Regions from separate parts of the Mus musculus genome. Here region 2 is linked to region 1. A link is a contact called in public HiChIP or PLAC-seq data. All regions are on one chromosome and are shown on one strand. The core of a region is the stretch at or near the end of the contact, and the rest is flanking DNA. Distances in the headings are between cores, read along the strand shown.

What was found. HiChIP or PLAC-seq counts read pairs in DNA pulled down with a chosen protein or histone mark.
Region 2: a contact with region 1 is called in an H3K27ac HiChIP or PLAC-seq map of large pre-B cells, with 2.5 times the contacts expected there. The contact joins two enhancer-like sites. A contact is called at or near these places in 1 of 39 promoter capture datasets (pre-B cells), 1 of 115 datasets of contacts at active chromatin or transcription factors (large pre-B cells) and 1 of 9 other capture datasets (liver).

Annotation. Positions count from the first base shown.
Region 1 is chr7:80,015,965-80,020,692 of GRCm38.p6, reverse strand. No RefSeq gene overlaps it. Among named protein-coding and RNA genes, the nearest start is that of Zfp710, 7.9 kb to the left of the region's middle. Within about 2 kb of position 1,727, at least 60 of the 459 cell types and tissues checked have an H3K27ac peak or open chromatin away from gene starts, as enhancers often do. A contact at or near this core is called in liver and pre-B cells, where this site is marked.
Region 2 is chr7:80,639,407-80,644,164 of GRCm38.p6, reverse strand. All of the region lies in intron 2 of Crtc3 (CREB regulated transcription coactivator 3), which reads left to right. It overlaps Gm15880 (predicted gene 15880), which reads right to left. Exons shown (of 5, transcript NR_040343.1): 4 at 4,517-4,603; 5 at 1-2,196. Among named protein-coding and RNA genes, the nearest start is that of Gm15880, 5.8 kb to the right of the region's middle. Within about 2 kb of position 2,549, at least 123 of the 459 cell types and tissues checked have an H3K27ac peak or open chromatin away from gene starts, as enhancers often do. A contact at or near this core is called in liver and pre-B cells, where this site is marked.

The sequences.
Region 1 (4,728 bases), core at 478-2,977:
AGTCCTGACCAGATGCAGTCGTTTTTGTGCCTGGCTTACACAGCACTTTATCATAGCTAAGCCAGAATTTGCAGCTAAGGTTTCTGGTTGGGTTTTCTGTATGTGGCCTGGTTCAGAGGAGCAGGGTCCCTCAGTATCTTCTCTGTCTTTGTCTCTGTCTCTCTTTCTCTCAGATGGGTCTCATGTAACCCAGGCTGGTCTCACATTTGCTGTATAGCTAAGGATAACCTTGAAATCTGAATCTCCCTGCCTGGGCCTCCCCCTCTGAAGTCCTTCCGGGATCACAACTAGCTTCCCACTATCTTTCTTACCTGTTGCCTCCCTGGGAGAACCTGTCTGGGCAGATGCCCCGCCTCAGTAACATCTCAGTAACTAAAGTAATTAATGTTCATTTCTTGGCTTTGCTAGAAAGAATGAAATTTAGCAGCTAGTGACAGAACATACCAGACACTGTATCTTGTAAATTGTGAAAGCCCATTGGTGCCAGGTGATCCCAGTGAGGGCCAAGCCCAGATGTTACTGTGTAGCTAACACCCTGATTTACTGTAAGCAGAAGAGAATCTTCCAGATTGACACTAGAAAGCGATCAGCTGTTTCTATTACAAGTAACACATATAGGCCTCTTTCCAGCATTTCAGGACCCCAGAGTGGTCTCTCCTAGGTAAAACTGGAAGATAGGTGTGTTTTAAGATTCATGAATCAAAAAAAGGTTTATGAATCCTCAATTTCCTGAGGGAGGAGCGGTTATCTTTCAGGCCTTGAGTTTGAGGGGTCCTATAAGCCAGGAAAAGAGATGGAGTGTACCCTTCCCCTATGCCCCGACTACACTAACATCTATTAGAGTGACTGACGCTATGGGGAGATTAACTGGTGCTTAGTAAGACCTGTGTCTCTTGCCAGACATGGTGGCACACACACCTTTGATCCCAGCACTGAAGAGGCAGAGGCAGACAAATGTCAGAGTTCGAGGCCAGCCTGGTCTACACAGTCTCAAAAGAACAACAAAACAAACAAACAAACAAACAAAAACAAAAGGACCAGTGTCTTCCATAGGATAAGCCAGTGGAACCTTTTTTAAATCTATCAGCAGTATTTAATTGTAATATCTAATATTCCATGTTTTCTTAGCTTTTGGTTTTTCCAGCCAGGTGTTTCTCTGTGTAGCCCTGGCTACCCTGGAACTCACTCTGTAGTCCCAGCTTGAACACAGAGATCCACCTGCCTCTGCTGCCTGAGTTCTAGGATTAAAGTGGTGGGATTAACTACCTTTCTCATGCTTTGAAATTTGGTTTTTAAAATCAAATCTCCCAACTAGCATCCAGCCATGGAAAGGGGGAAGACTCCAGGGGAGATGACGTGGACGCTGCAGGAACCACAAGCTGGGGTGGCGTGCCTGACCATATACACTGCCTAAGACATCTGGAGAAAAAGTGTGATGTGGTACACCTGTAATCCCACCCCCGTAAGAATCAGAGAGGAGCCGGGCATAGTGGCGCACGCCTTTAATCCCAGCACTCGGGAGGCAAAGGCAGGTGGATTTCTGAGTTCGAGGCCAGCCTGGTCTACAAAGTGAGTTCCAGGACAGCCAGGGCTATACAGAGAAACCCTGTCTCGAAAAACCAAAAAAAAAAAAAAAAAAAAAAAAAAAAAAAAAGAATCAGAGAAGAGAATTAGTTCAAGGTCAGCTGTAGCTACATCATAAATTTGGGGCCTGCCTGCGCTACAAGAGTCTCTGTTTCCCTTCTCCTTTCTCCCAGAAAAGAAGAAAAAAGAAAACTAACAAAGTCAGATGTCTGTAATTCCAGTACTTGGGAATGGGAGGCCAGAGAATCAGGAGCCCAAGGTCACCCTCGGGTACAGAGTGAGTGTGAAGCTAGCTATCGGGAGCTAACTTCACACCCCACCCTACCCCACCCCCACCCCAGAAAAAAAAAAGAGGAAGAAACATTTGCCACAGAAAAGTTTCATAATGGTAATAAACAGGCAACGGCCAGCTTCCTTAAACAAATGAGTAATGTATAAATAAGACCATGATTATATTAATTATTATGGGAGGGTAAAGTTGATGCAAAACTTGGTCAGATTCAGGGAAGTTTGGCCTGAAGCGATGGCTCAGTGCTGAAGATCAATATCGGGTTTTTCTATATAGGGTTTCTCTCCGTAACCTTGGCTGTCCTGAAGCTTGCTCTGTAAACAAGTTGAACTCCCAGAGATCTATCAGCCTCTGCCCCTGGAGTGCTGGGGTTAAAAGTGTGCACCACCATGCCCAGCTTAAAACTATATTTTAAAAAGGAAAGTTTAATAGTTTCTACCTCTTGATTTTTTTTTTTGTAAGTCTAGTTCTAGAATTTTTATTTTATTTTTTCATAACACTGGAATTGAACCTTGGACCCTGCACAGGCTGGGCAAGAACTCTATCGCTATACTAGATCTTCAACTCTCTCTTCAGTTTAGTTAAAAAAGAAATTATGTGTGAACCTGTATGTCTGTGTACCATGTGTGTACAGTGCCCAAGAAGGCTAGAAGGAGGTACAGACTCCCCTAGGTTTAGAGCTAGAAGTGGCTGTGAGCCTGGGAATTGAACCAGGGTCCTCTGGAAGAGCAGCCAGTGCCCCTAACTGCTGAGACATCTCTTCAGCACTTTCTTCTTAGATTTTGTTGGCTTTTTGTTTGTTTGTTTGTTTGTTTGTTTGTTTGTTTTGAGACAGGGTTTCTCTGTGTAGCTCTGGCTGTCCTGGAACTCACTTTGTAGGCCAGGTTGGCCTCGAACTCAGAAATCCGCCTGCCTCTGCCTCCCAAGTGCTGGGATTAAAGGCGTCCCACCACCGTTTTGTCTGCTGTGTCTGAGTGAGTGGGTACCACATGTACAAATGTCTTTGGAGGCTATAAGAGGACCTCAGATCTTCTGGAGGTACAGGCGGTTGTGAGCGGCCCAACATGGGTGCTGGGAGCTGAATCTGGTCCTCTGGAAGAGCAAGCATTCTTTTTTTTTTTTTTTTTTTTTTGGTTTTTTGAGACAGGGTTTCTCTGTATAGCCCTGGCTGTCCTGGAACTCACTTTGTAGACCAGGCTGGCCACGAACTCAGAAATCCGCCTGCCTCTGCCTCCCGAGTGCTGGAATTAAAGGTGTGTGCCACCATGCCCGGCTCTAAGAGCAAGCATTGTTAACTGCCGAGTCAGTTCTCCAGCCCCTTGGTTTTAAATCTTCAGATGTCATGCTAAGTTACCCAGGATGCCCTTGAACTCCCTCTGTATCCTAGGCTGTTCTTGTTCCTGCCTCTGCTCTCTAATAGCTAGGATTATAGTCCCACAGCACCAGGCCCTGAAAGTTCTAGAAGTTGGAGAATTGATCACTCTTCCTAATAGGAATGTTTATCAAAGTGTTAGCATATTAGCAAACATGGAAAATAAAAACGGAAAATGAAGGAAGAAAAGAACCTAATATCCCACAATTTGGGCATACTAGGCAAAGGTTCTGCCATTGAGTGAGCCACACCGGGTAATGGGCAAGATTTTGAAAAATACTTAACCGTGGAGAATGTTCCTAACACCCCTAATTAGATAGTAAATTATACATAAATCAGTATTATATTTTTGTAAGTTTGTGCATATATGTATCTTACCCAGAAAAGCACATATAAAATACCTGGGGGGAAAATGTACATTAAAAAGTTATTTTCCAGCTGGGCATGGTGGTGCACGCCTTTAATCCCAGCACTTGGGAGGCAGAGGCAGGTGGATTTCTGAGTTCGAGGCTAGCCTGGTCTACAAAGTGAGCTCCAGGACAGCCAGGGCTACACAGAGAAACCCTGTCTCAGAAAACCAAAAAAAAAAAAAAACAAAAAAACAAAAAAAGAAAAAGAAAAAAAAAGAAAGAAAAAAAAGAAAAAGAAAAAGAAAAAAAAGAAAAGAAAAGAAAAAGAAAAAAAAAGTTATTTCCCAGCTGGGCAGTGGTGACACATACCTTTAATCCCAAAACTCAGAGGGCAGTGGCAGGTGGATCTTGTATTTCCAGGCCACTCTGGTCCACAGAGTGAGTTCCAGGACTGCCAGAGTTACACAGAGAAACTCTGTCTCAAAACAACAGCAACAAAAACGTATTGTCTTAGTTACCTTTTTCTGTTTTTTGTTGTTGTTGTTGTTTTGTTTATTTATTTATTCATTTTTATTTATGGTTTACAGATGGTTGTGAGCTACCATGTGGTTGCTGGGAGTTGAACTCTTGACCTTCAGAAGAGCAGTCGGGTGCTCTTACCCACTGAGCCATCTCACCAGCCCTGGTTTTGTTTTTTTGAGACAGGGTTTCTCTGTGTAGCCCTGGCTGTCCTGGAACTCACTCTGTAGACCAGGCTGGCCTCGAACTCAGAAATCCACCTGCCTCTACCTCCCAAGTGCTGGGATTAAAGGCATGCGCCACCACGCCCGGCTTTTTTTTCCTCTTCCTTGAACAAGCCATATTTCTCCCTTCCCACATCTAGCTTTGCTAAAGCGTGTCTAACTGGTATGTAAAGGCTGCATTCGATTCATGTACGAACCTTGGTATGTTTGCAGGAGTGTGTGCCACAGGTTACAACAGCAGTGCAGGGGCTTCACAAGTACATCTCTCCCTTCCAGAAATTTCCTGGTCCTTCTTGTTTTGTTTTGTTTTTTAAATATTTATTTATTTATTTATTTATTTATTTATTTATTTATTTATTTATTATATACACTGTAGCTGTCTTCAGACAC
Region 2 (4,758 bases), core at 1,300-3,799, 620 kb before region 1:
AATTTGTGATCTTTGCTAATCTTTCTTAAGCTTGTAAAATGCCTGTATGTAGGATGTGTGTCCATGAGAGAGAGAGAGAGAGAGAGAGAGAGAGAGAGAGAGAGAGAGAGAGAGAGATGCTTGTGTGTAGCGATGCTAAGTGTGTGCAGGTGCACAGTTGCATGGAAGCCTAAGGTCACCCGTAGGTGTGGTTTCTCAGGAGCCATCAACCTTGTGTTTTTTAAAAATCTTTTTTTTTTTGAAACATGCACTTGTATGTGTGTGTATTGTGTACGTGCATATGTGTTCAAGTATGTGAGTACAGGTACACCAGTGTGTACTGTATAACAGGGTGAGGTCGGAGACAGCCTTGGAGATCAGTCCTTACCGTGTTTGAGGCAGGGTCTTTGGTTATTTGCAGCTGCGTATACCAGGCCCCCTAGCCCACTGAGCCACCTTGCCAGCCCCTCTGGTTTTGTTCATTTGCCTGTGTGTGTGTGTGTGTGTGTGTGTGTGTGTGTGTGTGTGTGTGTGTGTGTGTGTTTTGAGGCAGGCTCTTTCTCTCTAGAGTGCTAGGCTGGCTAGCCAGCAGATGTCAGGGATCCCCCTGTGTGATTTCCTGAGAGTTGGGGCTGCAGATGCCTACATCATGCCAGCATTGCACGTAGGCGCTGGGGATCTGATCTCTTGTGCTTTGCCCTCTGAGCCATCTCTCCAGATCTTCTGTGTAGTTTTCATTCGCTTTTCTTTTATAAATGCACCTCCCCCCCAACCCCCGCCTGTGGTTTTGTACTATCTTTAGCTGCACGACACATCTTTTACCCTTAATTTTGGTGGTTGAGTTGTTATGTTTTAGAAAATGTGGCCAGTTTTCTGTGATTTGAGTTGCAAGTATTTTCACAGTTTGCTATTTATTAGATTTTTATGATGGGATTTTTTTTCATGCAAATTTAAAAACATGTGGGGTGTGGGACTGTCGCACAGTGGTGCAGTGCTTGAGTTGCAGGCATGGGCCACCCCTGGCTTCCTCTTCGTTGATGTGTCTACCCCTGTACCAGTGCCACACTGTTTGACTAATTACTATAGGTTTATATTACACTTATACATATTGATTTATTTTCATGTGGCTTTTCAGTCCCTAGCTCCCACCCCCAGGCTATTGAATGTTTATTTCCACGATGGTTTTTAAGTTTATCTTATTTTTATTTTAGGCTCATTTGGGGTTTTAGAGGTTTGAATGAGAATGGCCCCCATAGGCTGATGTATTTGAATCCTGGGTCCCCAGTTATTGGAGCAGTTGGAGAGAAGGATTAGATGGCATGGTTTTGTTTAAGGACATTTGCCAATAGGGGCAGACTTGGAGGTTCCAAGAGCCCAGACAATTTACACTTAACTCTCTGCCTCCTACTGTGGCTCTAAATATACTCTTAGTTACTGATCTAGCACCAGGCCTGTCTGCCTGCTGCCGTGCTCCTGGCCAAGATGGGCGTGGAACCGAGCCCTCTGAAACTGAACCACCAGTAAACGCTGTCTTCTTAAGTTGCCTTGGTCTTGGTGTCTTATCACAGCAAGAGAAAAGTAACCAAGACAAAAGTATTTTTAAAAGCAGTGTTGTTAATAACGTTTGCACTGCTAAGCAGTGCCATTAGACTCATGTTTCAGGGGCTTCTTCTGACTGCAGTGTGGAAGCAATGTAGAGGTGACAAGAATAAAGACCAAAAGTCTGTTATAGCTCACCATGGTGTCACACCATGTGGATCCGGTAAGTTTCAGACCAGCCTGGGCTACACAAGTGGGACTTTGACTCAAAACAATCAAAAATAAAACAGCAAATCCCAAGGCTTTTTCAGATACGGAGGGGAAAGTGGATGGAGTTAAGGAGGAAGGGTGTGGGAGACACGGGGTCATCGGGGACACCATAACCAGCATCGCGTATGGCCCAGGGGGAGAGGGGAAAGGGAAAGTGCTCAAGGGGGGCCCCAAACACTGGGCTTAGGCAGCCCCATGGGGCCAGTGCCTGAGGAAGTGCAAAGTGACAAGTTAGTGCCAGGTGAGAGGGTGGCGCACAGTGACCTCCACTGAAGTGCCAGGCACCCAGCCCTTGGGGCGTTGACTGCAGTCGGCAGCTCTGGAGAGATCTGGGCTGTTGGTAGAGTGTGTGACTGACCACTTCCTGGAGAAGTTAGCATTTGAAGGATGGCTCTTGTGTTCAGAAGTCTGCAGAGACAGGAATCATGGAATCATGGAACAGGTTCTAAAATATTACACATAATCCCAGTTTCAGATACTTGAGATATCAGTGACTTAGGTACTGAAAAGTCCATTTGTATTTAGTGACAAGGAAAGGCTGTGGTGCCCTGGGAGTTTCAGTGGAGTGGACAGGGCTGGGAGTTGAGAGCTGAGCAGGGTACTGAGGAGGTGTGGCTGCTCAGACTGCTTGGAGGGAGAATGGTGAATCCTTCTGTCCTGCCCCTCCCCCAGCTTCACGCGTGAGAGCCTTCCTTGGCTGGGCTCATGTGCTCATGGGAAGAGCCAATAGAGGAGAAAGAGGAAGAAGTGTGTGTGTGGGGGGGTGGGGGGTGAGATCCTGGCCCTGTCAAGGGCTTAGAGAAACCGTGGTCTGTGGGGGAAACTACCCCACTGAGGATATGGACAAGTGAAAGATAGCAAAGAAACAGTGTCGCAGTCCCAGCTCTCCAGAGGCTGGAGCAGAAGGATTACTGAAGAAAAAAGAAGACAGGAGGAGGAGCAGCTGTAAACAAAACTGAAGGTGGAATCAGCCCAGGGATTTAGTGAAAGAGTGAGAATGTTTAAAGAGCAAGACCAACAAGGTAGCCCAGCTGTTAAAGGATTGCTGCCATGCCTGATGATTGAGTTCAGTCAGCAGAACACGCATGGTGGAAGGAGAGACCTGAGTCCTGAAAGTGCTCTGACCACTACACGTGGGCTGTGGCATGTGTGCTGCCCTCCACACTACCCTGTCCTACCTTCACATAAAAGTAAATACCTATTTTTAAAAAAGTAACATTAAAAAGCAATTGCTGAGGACATGGACTCAGCTCAGTAGCAGGACCCTGAGTTTAATCCCTAGTATTGAAAAAAAAATTAAAAAATAAAAAGTGGGTTGGAGTAATTCAGTAAACCCAGGAAGACGTGGGTTCAATCCCCGGAACACTCATAAAAGCCAGGTGTGCTGTGCTTGTAATCTGGGCCCTGAAGAGCTGGAGTCACTGGCCAGTCTGCTTAGCAAGTTCCAGAGCAGTGAGAAAGTCTTTCAGAAAAGAGCGGTAATGGACCAGAGGTGCCTCCTCACATGCACACACAGCTGCATCAGTCCATATACATTATAGCCAGCTGTAATGTATACCATGTTACTATCCGTGCTAAAAGAGAAGAGTAGAAGTAAGGTCCGCTCCCACTTGCTGTGCTTACACAGTCGTTCATTGAAGGGCTCATGCAGCCATTACCCTGGCTGTCTATCAGGAAGCAAGAAGGGGAAATGGGATCAGCGGTGTCTCACACTCTCAATCTTTATATTTTTCATTTGTTGAGAGTGTGAATAAATACTTATTTTCTTTTTGAAACAGTGTCTCGTGTAGCTCAGACTGCCTTCAGTTTGCTGTGCAATTGAGGATGACCTTGAACTGTTTTGGGGTCCACCTCCTACCTCTGTGTGCTGGGAGTACAGCTGTGTGACCACCATGCCCTGTTACGGGGTGCTGAGATGGAACCAAGCTTTGTACATGCCAGGCCTGCACTTTACCGCCTGAGCTGTCTTCCCAGCTGTGGACCAGGATTTTCCCAGTTACTCTTGACCCTAAGTGCCCCTGACTTGTCTGTTCAGCAGCTAAGAAACAAACCCTTGCTTTTAGTCTGAGAGAACTTTGCCTTTATTTGACTCTGCCTACTGGGACCAGCATCCTCCGGGAAGCATTTCTGCATCCCTGGGTCAGGGAGGAGGTGTGCATGCCATCTGCTGCACCTGGTCCTCTGCTTCAGCTTCAGCTTCAGCGAATGGGCTTTAAGGTTGGCTTATAGCCCCAGAAAGAAGAGCAAGCCAAGGTTAGCATCCTCATTAAGCTGACACTCACCCTGGCTCTCTCCACAGCCCAGCTATGACACAAACCAGTGACAGTCAGTGCGTCAGCTTGTCACCCCATCACTATTACAAATGATTCCCAGAAACTATAAAACCTCAAATATTCCCCCAAGTAAGCAGAAGTAAGAAACACAGAAAGTCAAAGTGGGGGACAGGGTTCTAGCTTCCTCATTTCATTCCAGTGTTGGAACAAATGGTGAAATGGTTGCACGGATTAGCGCACTTTATATATGTCACACAGGTTAGCACACTTTATATATGTCACACAGGTTAGCACACTTTATATAAGTCACAAGGGTTATAGCACACTTTATATATGTCACAAGGGTTAGCATACTTTATATACGTTACAAGGGTTAGCACACATCATGTTCTTCGTTCCATGCTGATTGTGACTTTCACTTGAAGCATCAGATGAAATAATAATAATAAAATCACCTCAGAGCATTCAGATCCTGGATGAGGGAATAAAGTTCAGGGGCAGAGTCCTTGCCTAAAACTTGTACTGAGACCCTGGTGTCCCCACTGTCACAAAGAAGAGAAAGGAAAACAGCTCATTATATAAACAAAGACATTGAAGTTCCACAAATATACCAGCTCCACTCTCCGCCATTTCTCTGTACCCATTTTCAGTGTAGCAAGCAAAGTAGATGGTCTGCCCCCCGAGGGCTGTGTTAGGG